Regions from separate parts of the Sus scrofa genome. Here regions 1 and 2 are each linked to region 3. Evidence: chromatin contacts called from public Hi-C and promoter capture Hi-C data. All regions are on one chromosome and are shown on one strand. The core of a region is the stretch at or near the end of the contact, and the rest is flanking DNA. Distances in the headings are between cores, read along the strand shown. Region 1 holds the start of GNPDA1 (glucosamine-6-phosphate deaminase 1). Region 2 has its middle 51 kb from the start of NDFIP1. Region 3 has its middle 150 kb from the start of FGF1.

Region 1 (4,382 bases), core at 472-2,971, 480 kb before region 3:
GTGAAGCCTCACATGAGATGCTTTAAATGACCCTCTTCTCAATTCTCCCAAGGGTGATGCTGAGGTGCGCTCTAGAGCCAGAGCAGGGCAATTGATTCATTACAGAAAATGTGTGCCTGAGGGTATTAGGATTTCATTTTGTTCAGGAAACTTGGCTGAACAAAGGCAACACCCGGATATGGCCTAAAAATCAAAAAGCTTTTCCTGCCCAACCAAGATCCCTTCTACTCCAGGACCCTTCAGAACCAGGCAGCAACACAACCAACCCAGAGAGAAAGCTGGCTCCCCTGTCTTGTATGTCCGGAGGACAGGCAAGTTGATCACTCGTAGGGCCAGCGCCTCAGAGCCCTCCTTAAAGACCTCTGGTTGACGAAGCCTACTTATCTGGCCCCTGAAAAGCCCCTGATGCCCACGCCCACCCCTTCCCCATCCAGTAACGCACCGGTGGGGAGCCCCAGCGTGAAGTACTTGTCTGGCCCTGGGTTAAACTGGATGATGCGGTTCCTGATGTATTTGGCCGCCCACTCACTGGCCTGGGAGTAGTGGTCCAGGATGATGAGCTTCATCTTGTTCTGCAGAGGCAGGTGGCAAAAGATAAGGGGCAGGGAGAAGGGGGTGGAGGTGGTTAGGTGGAGGGGAGAAGGTCCTGGCACCCAGCAGCGCCCTCTCTCCACGCGGTCCGAGCCAGGAAGAGGAAGACGCTTTCAGTTCAGGAGCATTAACAGGCTGGGCCAAATGCCTCCACCACCCACTCCGAGGTGCTGCTTTGAGAGGGCTGCACCCTCAGCACATGGAGGTTCCCAGGCTAGGGGTCTAACTGGAACTATAGTAGCCGCCGGCCTAAACCACAGCCACAGCAACAAGGGATCCAAGCCATGTCTGCGACCTACACCACAGTTCGGGGCAACGGCGGATCCTTAACCCACTGAGCGAGGCCAGAGATCGAACCCGCAACCTCATGGTTCCTTGTTGGATTCATTAACCACTGAGCCACAACAGGAACTCCAAGACCTGGTTTCCAATCTCTGTTCTTCCATTTATCAACTGCAGGACCTTGGTTAAAGGAGCAAAATTCTCTGAGCCCGTTTTCGAAATCTTACTGAAAAGAGCACCTACCTGACAAATTTCACGATAGTGAGTATTAGATGAGAAATTGCATGTAAACCACATAATATGTTGACAATTATCTTGTGGCTCGACCCAGGCCCCCTTCCCCGCCCCTCGACAGCCACCTGGCTGGATACTCTACCCGTGGACTCTTCCTCGATAAACAGAAGGGCCACGGGGTCACCCTGGATCACTCGGGCAGGTGGGGGCCCGGAGAGGGGTGCTCTTAGTACCACAGAGGGGTGTTCCCCCTGGCCTGCTTCGCTTTGCGGATCCCCAGTTCCCCCCAAAGAGCACAGGCTAAAGGTAATGGCTCAGGAAGGAGGGCGTTCGTTCCCCGCTGCCTGCGGTCAAATGAGAGTGGGAAGGCCCGCGGGGAGGTGGCCAGATCGGCGGGGTACAGGGGTATTCCCCCCCCCCCCCGCTGGCGAGCCCATTGCCCCCACCCCCCGGGGAAGGGGTCTGCGCGGATCGCTGGGGGTCCCGGCGCCAGGGCGCCAGAGGCTGGGGCAGTGCCTGGCCCCCCCCGCCCGCGGGGAGGGTCCCCGCGGACCCGGCTCCCCACTTACGCGGACGCCTCCCGCGGCGGCTGCGGCGACACGGCGCTGGCGGCCCCGCCCCGCGCAGGTCACGTGGCTGCAGGTCACGCGATGCCGCGCCCGCCCGCGGGCCGAGTCTGGGCCCGCGGTTCCCAGGAGGCCTGTGCCCGGCGGGCCGGGGGCCCTCCTCCCCGGCTCGGCTCAGGGGCCAGGGCCCAGGCAGAGCCTGGGGGGCGGGCCTTGGAGACTGCTTTGGGGGAGGACGGAGACTTGGGGGCCCCGGGTACCCCCGGGAGTGCAGCCCCGCAGGACCGGGGGCTGGGGCCGGGGTTTTAGGGCTGGGGCGGGGCGGGGCGGGGAAGGGGAGCAGATTGCTTCCTTTAGAGTTGGGCTTGGCTCTGCCTTCAGTTTATTTATTTATTTTTAGATGTCATTTATTTATCCAGATGTTACTGCTTTTTCGTTTTAAGTATAATTGGATTTTTTTCTGCTTTTTTTTAAAAAAATCAATCTTTGCAGCAGTATTACCTGGAGAATAAGGTAGCCCCTGGTCTCCTGCACTCCCCACTGCAAAATAATCATTGCTAAGGGTTGAGGCTACATCCTCAGCGGTTTTACATGAGTATCTTTGCATTGTATTTTACAGAAATGAGAACACACTATGTGTGCTGGTCGCAGTCAGCTGGCGGCCACATCCTGCAGGTCTGGTGGGTCGGCTCACCCCTCTTCCTGGGCCCCTTTGTGGCTCCAGACCAGCCTGAGAGAGTGGGCTTTGTCTGGTGAGACCATTACTTTTACAGTTCGAGGGACTCATTCTTTGGCCTCAGGTGTTGGTGGGGTGTGTGTGTGTGTGTAATTCAGTCAGAAATCTCATCTCAGCCTGAGGATTGCAGATTTTTGCAGTGACTCATTCTTTGGCCTCAGGTGTTGGTGGTGGGGTGGGTGGGTGTGTGTGTTTAGTTCAGTCAGAAATCTCATCTCAGCCTGGGGATTGCAGATTTTTGCAGTGAGGTTCCCACCCCTGACGCTTCAGATAGCACAGGTTGGGTCTGCAGCAGTTGGAGTCTTTCCAGAAAGTGACTTCATGTGACCTCAATTGGGCCTGGTTCCCAGTTACCCTTTCTGTAGGGAACCAATGCAGATGTCCGTTAAGCCTGGAGGCTCTGGGGTCAGCTTGGGGACTAAGAAAAACACCTGGGTTTGAATTCTGGTCTAGCCAGTATCCACTTCTCCAGTGAATGACTCAAGCAAAGGATTCACTTGCTCCAGCTCTCAATTTTCTTGTCTTGGAAATTAAGTACAAATTAAGTAATACTGACCTCCTGTGGCTATTGTGAGTATTAAATGAAACACTTCCATATCTGTGGTTCAGAATGCATACATTCAGCCAACCTTGGATGGAAAGTTTTTTCCAAATACTTTCCAAAGTTCCAAAAAAGCAAAGCTTGAATTTTCTGTGAGCCTGGCAACTGTTTACATAGCATTTACATTGAATTAGGTATTATAAGAAATCTAGGCGTTCCCGGTCGTGGCTCAGTGGTTAACGAATCCGACTAGGAACCATGAGGTTGTGAGTTCGATCCCTGGCCTCGCTCAGTGAGCTGTGGTGTAGGTTGCAGGTGCGGCTCGGATCCCGCGTTGCTGTGGCTCTGGTGTAGGCCGGTGGCTACAGCTCCGATTGGACCCCTAGCCTGGGAACCTCCATATGCCACGGGTGTGGCCCTAGAAAAGATAAAAAATAAATAAATAAATCTAGAGGTTATTTAACGTATTTGTCATCGTGGCTCAGTGGTTAATGAATCTGACTAGCATCCATGAAGATACGGGTTTGATCCTTGGCCTCACTCAGTGGGTTAAGGATCCGGTGTTGCCCTGAGCTGTGGTGTAGGTCACAAACTCGGCTTGGATCTGGTGTTGCTGTGGCTGTGGTGTAAGCCGACAGCTGTAGCTCCGATTGGACCCCTAGCCTGGGACCCTCATATGCCGTGGATGTGAACGTAAAAAGTAAAAACAAACAAAAAAAAGTATTTGGGAGGGTGTAAGTAGGTTATGTGCAAATATTGTCATTTCTCGTGTAAAGACTTGAGCATGTGTGGATTTTGGTATTGGGGGTCCTGCAACCAATCCCCTGGGGAATGCAATGGCTGACGTAGCAAAGCGTGGCACTCATGGCTAGCCATGGTGCCCTTACTTCCTCTCCCCCTCCTTAGGGCTCGCCCTCTAACCCCGAAATGCTCTCAACCCTGACCTTTGCCCTCGTGCTCTGCCCACCCCATGCCTGGTTTTAAACAGGGACCCACACCCATCCTTCCAGCCCTTGTTTTGGAACTGAAGCTGGCTAAATTAAAGACTTGTGAGCTCTCCTTCTCCCCCCCCCCAATATTTCGTCTGTGAGTTTGTCTACGCATCCTCTTTCCTTCCTGCCCTGAATGCAGATGTGATGCCTAGAGCTGAGGAAGCCATATGATAACTGAGGCCACAAGCATGAAAGTAGAGCAGAGGAAGAAAGAGCTCGGGTCCTTGCTGTTTGACCAGTGCTAACCTCCTACTTCTGGGCTTCCTCTAAAGAAATAGTAAACATCTGTGTGGGTCTTCTCTGAGCCACTGTTGGTGGAGTTGTGACTTGAGCTTCAAAACATGACTCACTGTGACAGCACACGACTCGGGTCTTCCTTGGGGTTTATGGTGGCATTTGGGGCAGAGCCCTTTCTTCTGTGGGAATCTCGAGCTGTTAAA
Region 2 (4,238 bases), core at 409-2,908, 350 kb before region 3:
AGGGTCGAATCAGAGCTACAGCTATCAGCCTATACCACAGCAACACAGGATCCCAGCCGCATCTGTGACCTGCACCACAGCTCATGGCAATGCCGGATCCTTCACCCACTGAGCGAGGCCAGGGATCGAACCCACAACCTCACGGTTCCTGGTCAGATTCGTTTCCGCCGCGCCACAACGGGAACTCCAGTAACTTTGGCACGTGTGTGGTTGTACTCCTTCAGAGCACCCACAACAAGTGCTCTTTGACAGGGAACTTCAGGTTCCCCACAGGCTCTGCTGCTAAAGTGGGGGGCGTCTCAGCTGCGCCAGGAATTCTTGAACGTGAAGGTAAGTGCAGGTTGAGAGTAGAAACTTTTCTGGAGGAAAAGAGAGCTCCAGAAACGGATTCTAGATCATTCTAAAAAGAGGCTCTCGGGAACAAACACGACTAGGATCCATGAGGATGCAGGTTCGATCCCTGGCCTCGCTCAGTGGGTTAGGGATCCAGTGTTGCCGTGAGCTGTGGTGTAGGTCGAAGATGCAGCTCGGATCCCTCGCTGCTGTGGCTGTGGTGTAGGCCAGTGGCTACAGCTCCAATTCGACCTCTAGCCTGGGAACCTCCATGTGCCTCGGGTGTGGCCTTAAAAAGCAAAAAAAATAAAATAAAAAGAGGTTCTTTTAGAACCCAGTCCATTCTCTTGCCTACAAGTCTATGACCTGGAAAGACTGCTCTTCAGACCATCTGAGTGGAGGGCATCTTCCTGGGGACAGTTGCCCTGTCGGGCCATTTGAAAGCGTCCCATCTGCTGCGTGGCATTTTGATCAGCTCAGCCCTCTCGTTATAGGGGCTAATTTGTCATTTGTAGACTAGATGTATCACTCAAGTTTTGTTTGGATCCCCGTTTTTGCTTAAAAGTCTTTTTTTCTCTGCCAAAAGAGCCTTGCTTTCCGATTTTGAGAGTTTTAATTCACGTGGCAACGCGACTACAATATAAACGTAAGTGCAAGTCTTTTAAACCTGACTCTAGAGTCTACGAAGCATAGAGAATCCTCTTGCATTTGGGGCAGGATTTCATCCAGGGCAGAAACGGAGATGTGGCTGCGGGAGAGAGTGCGCTGCTCCTCCTGCTCTAAAAGGGATTCATTTTTGTCATTTATGTGAGAATTGAAATGCTTCACCAACGTCCTAATCCTTGTGTGACGGCAGGTTTCTAAACACCAAAACTGAGAAAAGTGGTTTCCTTAAGTCTTACAAAGACAAATCTTGGACCGCTGGGAAGATGGTATTCATTGCTGTTCATTACTGGTCTGGAAGCTTCACCCGGTCCGTCAAGAGCTTCAAAACAAAACAAAACACCCACCCTCAAATAGAGAGGGTGACTTCTCGCCCCGAAGCATTGTCAGCTCAACTGCAGAACTGAGGAAGTGCTGCCTTTGCCTCTGAAAGCCGCCTGACTGTCTCCTGAAGTTCCTCCGGAGCTGCACCCAGTTTTCACCTTGCTGGTTGGGGTCCCTTTTGCCGAGAGCGCCGTCCCCCCTTGAAGCCCGAACTTCCTGAGCTGGGCGGAGGGGACGGGAGCCAACCTATTATCGTAGCTCGGCTCCAGTTACACTTGACGAAGCAGCCTTCTTGGCATTTGCACTAGAGTCAGCCTAAAATGTGCCCTCAGTGAGGTTTTCGAAAGAATTTTGCCGGTTGCTTCCTGATTCCATGTCTGTCTGGACAGGACGTTTCTCAGGCTGTATTTGGCAGTCGCTGGGGGGAGAGGTCTTTCTGGCCGTTCGAGTGTGCTGGTTTTTTCCTCTGATTATCGACAGTGAGGATTATATTCATGATGTATTTCCAGTTTGTATTTTAACTGGGGTTGCAGGCATATTACTAAGCAAGATCAGTGCTTTTCCTACCTGTAACTGCTGGCATTATTTGTTTCTCTAGAGTTCTTTTAAATAGTGGGCATTGGTGGGCAAGAGAAAGCAAAGTTAGCAGTCCGCTTTTTTCTAGGCTTGGCTCGGTGACTCTCAGACCTGCAGTCCGTGCCCCCACGGTCATGTGTGTGAGAAAGCCTTCTTGGGGGTAGTTGTACATGTCTTTCCTCTGGCCGCATTTGTCGGGGGTGGGGGGGTTCATCTGTATGTAGGTCTCCCAACTCCTTTTGGCCTTAAGGCCGTCTCTAGATCTAGGTGTTGAAACCAGACTTATGTTGTTCCCTTTTGTGGGGGCTGCATGCAGAAGTTCCCAGGCCGGGGACTGACCTCGAGCCATAGCGGTGACAACACTGGATCCTAAACCCACTGAGCCACCAGGGAACTCCCTCATGGGCATTTTCCTAGTACCCGTCCTGTGGGATTATAATTGGTCACATCGGGTTCCTGCAGCAGTTCCCCAGAGCTTCCAGAGAAGGGTCATGGGTAAGTACTCCTCTCAGACCTTCACTTTCCAGAGAAGACAGCTACAGAGCAGGTTTACCTACTTCAGATGAAGAGTTAATTGCTAGCTGGATAACATTAATGACACATTTTAGTTGGATAAAATTAATAATAAAATTAATGATTTTATTAAATTAATAAAATTCATATTTGTTTTATTTTTATATTTTTATAATTTTATGTTTTATGATTTTATTATTAAATTAATAATAACTTATCAATATATAATCAATAGTTGGATAAAATTAAGAACTATTTTGTTTCCATGTAGGGCTTCTCAAAGCGCATGCTACCATATTCTTTTTATGGTAAGACCACGGAAAGGAATGTGTCTGCAGAGCCACGAGGAGAGTAATTTCTAAGTATTTGCTTGGCTAAGAGGGATTGTGGACTCTTCCTTGGAGGCCTTTAAAAACAGGAGTTCCCGTCGTGGCACAGTGGTTAACGAATCCGACTCGGAACCATGAGGTTGCGGGTTCGATCCCTGGCCTCGCTCAGTGGGTGAAGGATCCGGCGTTGCCGTGAGCTGTGGTGTAGGTCACAGACGCGGCTCGGATCCCGCATTGCTGTGGGGGTGGTATAGACCAGCAGCTACAGCTCCGATTCGACCCCTAGCCTGGGAACCTCCATATGCCGTGGGTGCAGCCCTAAAAAGCAAAAAATAAAATAAAAATATATATATAGGGTAGCTCTTCCTCTGCTTGCAGCGGTTTAAGGGTAAAGGAAAAGGAGTGGATTAGCAGGCCCCTCAGGTCCCCAGGAGCTCTAGAGGTGTGTATGTGGCCCACGTCCGTGGCAGACTGTCCGTGGCAGTTCGTTTGGCAGATGCCACGTCTGCCGCTCCCTTGGCTGTGGGGCCCTTCTGCGAGCCCTGCCCTCCGTAGGCCGCGGGAGGGAAGGGAGCATGTCTGTACCGTAAACCTAATTCGGGCGGCGGATGACCTGCTACTACATTAGAAAAAAAATCCAGTAACCCAAAACGTTGTGCTTTGTCCGAATCCCCAAATGAGGAACCACAAAAGCCCCTTCTAGAGTCTGAAGTCATCTTCAACCTTTGTATGTCAGGAAGGAATTTTATTTAGATGTCATTCCCTCACGTTAGCTGTAAGAATCCTTTTCCTAAGGAACCGAGGGAGGAGGAAAGAAAGATGAGGTGGGTGGGAAGGGCCTGGGGGGAAGGAAGTCTGACTTGGGAGAGGCCGAGGGAAGAGAGAGCAGATCGGTTCCTTTGGTTCTTGGCTGCTGCTCGAATCCTCCCGACACCCCAGGATAAGACGGCCAGCGAATTGCCAGGAGCCCCCGTAAAGGAGGATTGGCCTCAGCTGAAGAATAAATCTGAAGAGTGACTACAGGTTTTTTTTTTTTTTTTTAATTCCTCCTTTATCCGAGTCACTTTTCTGTACATATGGTTTTGTCTCCACAAAGTGGCTGGATAGCTTCTTGAGAGGTGTTCTTAAAACAATGAAGACGAAGGAAGAAAAGAAAAAAAATGTCTGAAATGCGAAAGACGCTTTTCCCCCCACTGTAACATTTATGTAAGAGTGTGATGAACTGATTCACTGGGCTGTGGTTTAAACTATAAAAAAAAAAAAAAAAAAAAAAAAAAAAAAAGATGAATAGCTTTTACGGTGGCGTTTTTATATGAGTGGCTGACTGCTAGCAGTGCGTGGACCGTTTTAAAGCCCCATTTGGTCTTCCGGGGGCGGGGGCACTGTAAGTCGTCTGAGCGCAGACCCTGTACTCACGACAAATTACGATGTTTGTGCCTTGGTGCCAGTTTCAGTCGTGTCCTCCTTGGGTGCTTGTTTTCACATAGTACGTGATCCATC
Region 3 (4,338 bases), core at 934-3,433:
GAAGAGCAGTGTACCTGCTCCTGCCAGGTCGCTGATCTCTGGTCTCTCCAGGATGTTGTGTTATATTGGAAACATCGCTCTTCATAATAGCCTCACTCTTGCAGGGAGCATGACTTACTACTGGAGAACCGAAAAGTGGAAATCCTGGTATCGTACCTAATGAGATTGGAACTCACGTCCCCGCAGCCACAGGACCGCGTCCCATCATACGCCAGGGTTCCCTCACTTGTGTGTTTCCGTCACATGGACTCTAGGTATAAATGAATAAAGCCAAGAGCGTTTCTAAAAGCAGGGGAGAGGGATACTGATCACTCCTAGAGGCTGGGTTTTATTATTACAGAAGTAACACATATAAAAAAGTCAAAGGGCACAGGATTCTGTACAGGAAAATGTGCCCCATATCCCCAGTTCCACTGCCCAAAAGTCACCAGAGCTTTGGGGACACTGTTATAGAATTTCTCCACGCATAGAGCCCCCCCCGTTTTTTTAAATATTCATACATAAATGTACATATACATAACAAATGGGAACCTCTTACATACACTGTAGTATATTTGATTATTGACTATTTTGGCTGCACCTGTGGCATGTAGAAGTTCCCAGGCCAGGAACCGAACTCGTGCCACTGCGGTATCCAGAGCCACAGGGGTAACAACGCCATATCCTTCACCTGCTAAGCCACCAGGAAACGCTATGTACTTTATTTTTTTTAATTTAATAATAATTATAAAAATCTTTCCAAAATATCGCCACATTGACTTCTGTCGGATGCATAGTATACAGTAGATGGACCATAACTCGTTTAACCAGTCTCCCGTTAGTGGACGCTTGTTTCAGAGTTTTGCCATTATAAATGTTGCTGACCAGATTGGCTTGTATGTCTGTCTGTGTGCACATGGACCAGTGCATCTGCAGGAGGAATTACAGACTTGGACTTACTCGGTGGAATAATGCGTTAAATACGTAAGCCGTGCCCTCGGCATTTATACTCTCCCAACAGGATCAAGGCTGCCTTTTGAACTCAGTTTCCCATTGGGAGCCACAACAATTTGCTTTCTTTCCTATTCTCTATTCCTGTTCCTGTGTAAGTGTGGGTTTCTGTTCAGAGCAAGCACGACATAGAAGCAGGTGGATGGTGATCTGCTTCAGTGCAATACTGTGGGGTGTTGAAAGCGCATCACCAGCCAAAGTTGGGTCTTATCGCTGAGAACATGCCAGCAATGATGATCGCTTTAAGGTGTGGGTCTAGCGAGCTCTCAGGCGGTGAGGGAGATAGCTGAGGAGCTCTGGGGAGAAAGACGCGGGCGGGCATGCAGCTAGGAGTACAGAGGCCAGCCCTTGAGATCACAAGCGGCAGAGAAGTTATTCCACCACAAAGACAGGAGGGACTTTGAAGCTCGTTGGAAATAGAAAGACACCTTATGTAAGGGCAGGAAAAGGTCCAAATTCAGGGCTCATTCAATATCCTGTGATTTCTAACCACCCACTGCTATATCTAACACTTCCCCTCTTGGGATCTTAAAAAAAAAACCAAAAAAAAAAAAAAAAACCGCCTTAGAATATGGCGATGGTTTTACTTTTTTCTCATGTTATCTGTTGTACATTGTCTGGTGCCCAGCAAGCCGCTTGGATAATTGCTTGGGACCAAGGAGCAGATTTGCCTGCCCAGACTCCTGCCTGCCGTCTGCTGTAGACGCAGAGTCCCTTGGATCAGAGGACCCGGCCCGTTGGAACCTTGCCCCCCCTGCACCGTGAAAGGGCTGCTCAGAAGCCCAAACCTCAGCCTCCGTCCAGGGCACAGCCCCTGCCCAGCCTTCTCAGCAAGGCTGTCTTGGAAGTAGGCAGCACCCCCTCCTGGGCTAAATCCAAATGTTTTCTGTTTGTTCCCGAGTCATCCAGGATAATAACCTCGCTCTGGCAAGTTCTGCCCCATCACTGCCCCCTCCTGGCCCCTTCTGTTGTTTATTTGAACCGTGCTCTGGACTGTTGGCACATCAGTTTATATTGGACATTGGAATTTCCAGATAAGGTTTGTCAGGAAGCCAGAACCTATTTGCATACTTTGTGTACGATGCCAGGGCAAGGGGGTGAATGAAAATAAAATCTCGCAGTTAGTATAGGTAAGGAACGTGAAGAATGAAGGATGAAAGGCAAACGAAATACCATTATAAACAAGTACAAGACAACAGAAGGGCTAACGGAACCCTACTTGGGCCAGGAGTCTTGGCGTGGTGCGCTGATGTCTGTCACCTGCAGTCTGTTCATGAAACGGCATCTGCTGGGAAGGGGGTGCTCAAGGCACGCACCCCTAAAAAGTCAGCTACTGGAAGTTTCTTTTACGGAACCAAGGACATCACACTGCAAATGTCAAGCCTTTAGGAACCTCTACCACCTGTGTTCTGTGCTTCCCGTTCTGTTCTTCTCTTTGCTTCATTAGACATTCGTATTGCAGCGAAATTTGCAGCGAATTCTGTGTTCTGTGCTTTCTGTTCTGTTCTTCTCTTTGCTCCATTAGACGTTTGTATCGCAAGGAAATTTGTAGTGAATTAATAAGAGGTTTTTAGTGGTACCTTCTCCTCGGTGTTTCTGGTAGCACCATTTATGCCGATGGGCACGTATGTTCTGCTTTAACCTAACTCCAGCTGCTTGCTAAAGACCATGGGCATTGTTCATGTTCTCTTAGGAGTCCAAAATGATGGTTTTACTTGCTCGATTTTCAGGAGAGCAACAGAAATAACTCTCAGTGGGTCCTTACCTGAAGCCGGGCACAAACTCAAATTAGATTCTTTCATCCCAGCCTCATAGTTACCTGATGAGATGAGAACTATGTTTATTATCCCTGTTTATACAGATGAGGAGTTGAAGGTTCAGAGATGTTGCGTGACTTTCTAGGGGCGGGGGTGGAGTCCGAACTCAAAGTCTAGCTCTCTCAGGGCCTGGTTTTTATCTACAGTGCATAAGGTGCATTTTAGCATTTGCAAATGATGAATAAATGTGAGACCCCACACCTAAGGAAATAATCCTGTCGTCAGGGCTGGTTTCATAAAGATGTGATTTGCGCATCATGAAACTGAGCTAGGGAGGAGGTAAAGAATTTCTGACGTCTCGGGAGTGTTCTGAAATAGAGGAGGTTGTCAGAACAGGAGTGGCTGCCCATGCACCCAGCACAGACTGCAGGGTCAGAGCCAGGGCTCTGCGAATGCTTACCATGTTCCAGAAAGTGCTGTCCTTGAAACCAACACATTGTGTCATTGAATCCTCACGACAGTCTTCAATGTATAAGACAGGCTCAGAACGGCAAAGCAGCTTGCCCAGGGTCACACAGCCAGTGATTGGTGGAGTCAGGACCCTTGGCCGCTGCTCCCCTGAACTCCTCTCGGGTGCCCTAGGGGAGCTCCTCAGAGCCGCACTTTCTCAGCCTGTGAGCGAAAAAAGTCAGATTGTCCCCATTGCCCCTGGCCCCTTGAACACGTGTCCCAGTGTGTCGCAGAGGGTCCCCTCTGAAATGGGCCTGGTGGACAAGAGGTCAGAATGTGCCAGGACTCTGGTGTGTGCGCTGGGAGAAGTTCCTGCTCCCGAGGGTTTGAAAACCCAGACTGGCCCTAGAAGTATCCTTCCAAGGCCCAGGAGAAGACCTTAAGTCTGTAAACAGTGTCCTCTCGTTGTCTTTGGAAGCAGGAATGGGTCTTGTAACTTCCTAGCACCTTGCTGTGCTGCTCACACCATTGATCCTTAAGAGACCTAAGGAAAGAAGCAAGAACTAGATGGATGGATGGATGGAGGCTGGACAGGGAGAAGAAGCGCCTGTGTTTGGGTAGGAGTCTGACTAAGAACCTCTTCCCACCAGATGCGTATATAAAATAATGGTTCTGGTGGCTCTTGTGAAAAATACCCATAGCATATATTTTCAACTGGATTTTGAGTGTGGGGCTTTGGAGACAGGCTACCTGGGTTCAAATTCTTGCTCTGCCACTTATGGCTAATTTTCTGCGGCAGGTCATGGAACCTCACTGGGTCTCGTATCTGTTGTACTGCTGTTGTGCGTTTAGGCAGGTGATGCGCCTGGATCCAGGGAGCATTTGCTAAGTGCCAGGTATAATTACTGCCATCCCAGCGTGCCAGGCTTGCTGGAATCAGTGCAGCCGCTGCAGGGAACTGCTCCCCTTGGCAAGTGAGTGTAAAATTCTCAGTCCCAAGTTGAACCCAAACGTAGAGCATCAAGCACCTGGCCCCAAGTGTAATTTCCTCCTGCAGCTCATTGCAGCCGTGAGGAGCTCGCAGGGGAGGGCAGCGCAGCAGCCCCGTAATTTCCAGAGTCCTCCTCCTAGACTGACACAT

Evidence for each region. Promoter capture Hi-C pulls out the DNA fragments that hold promoters and counts their contacts. A called contact is a pair of places that touch in the nucleus more often than the background predicts.
Region 1: a promoter capture Hi-C map of liver shows a contact between it and region 3, with 7 times the contacts expected there. The contact joins the promoter of GNPDA1 here to the enhancer-like site in region 3. A contact is called at or near these places in 1 of 5 promoter capture datasets (liver) and 5 of 47 Hi-C or Micro-C datasets (embryonic fibroblasts, mesenteric adipose tissue, retroperitoneal adipose tissue and 2 more).
Region 2: a contact with region 3 is called in a Hi-C map of subcutaneous adipose tissue, with 4 times the contacts expected there. The contact joins two enhancer-like sites. A contact is called at or near these places in 1 of 5 promoter capture datasets (liver), 20 of 47 Hi-C or Micro-C datasets (alveolar macrophages, brain, embryonic fibroblasts and 12 more) and 1 of 2 datasets of contacts at active chromatin or transcription factors (skeletal muscle).

What each region holds. Positions count from the first base shown.
Region 1 is chr2:143,614,316-143,618,697 of Sscrofa11.1, forward strand. It overlaps GNPDA1 (glucosamine-6-phosphate deaminase 1), which reads right to left and starts at 1,722. Exons shown (of 7, transcript NM_001244093.1): 1 at 1,677-1,722; 2 at 443-572. The coding sequence starts at 566. LOC106509594 (a long non-coding RNA gene) reads left to right here. Exons shown (of 3, transcript XR_002341961.1): 2 at 1,051-1,134.
Region 2 is chr2:143,737,358-143,741,595 of Sscrofa11.1, forward strand. No RefSeq gene overlaps it. Among named protein-coding and RNA genes, the nearest start is that of NDFIP1, 51 kb to the left of the region's middle. Within about 2 kb of position 1,659, at least 8 of the 83 cell types and tissues checked have an H3K27ac peak or open chromatin away from gene starts, as enhancers often do. A contact at or near this core is called in liver and subcutaneous adipose tissue, where this site is marked.
Region 3 is chr2:144,090,583-144,094,920 of Sscrofa11.1, forward strand. No RefSeq gene overlaps it. Among named protein-coding and RNA genes, the nearest start is that of FGF1, 150 kb to the right of the region's middle. Within about 2 kb of position 2,184, at least 12 of the 83 cell types and tissues checked have an H3K27ac peak or open chromatin away from gene starts, as enhancers often do. A contact at or near this core is called in liver, retroperitoneal adipose tissue and subcutaneous adipose tissue, where this site is marked.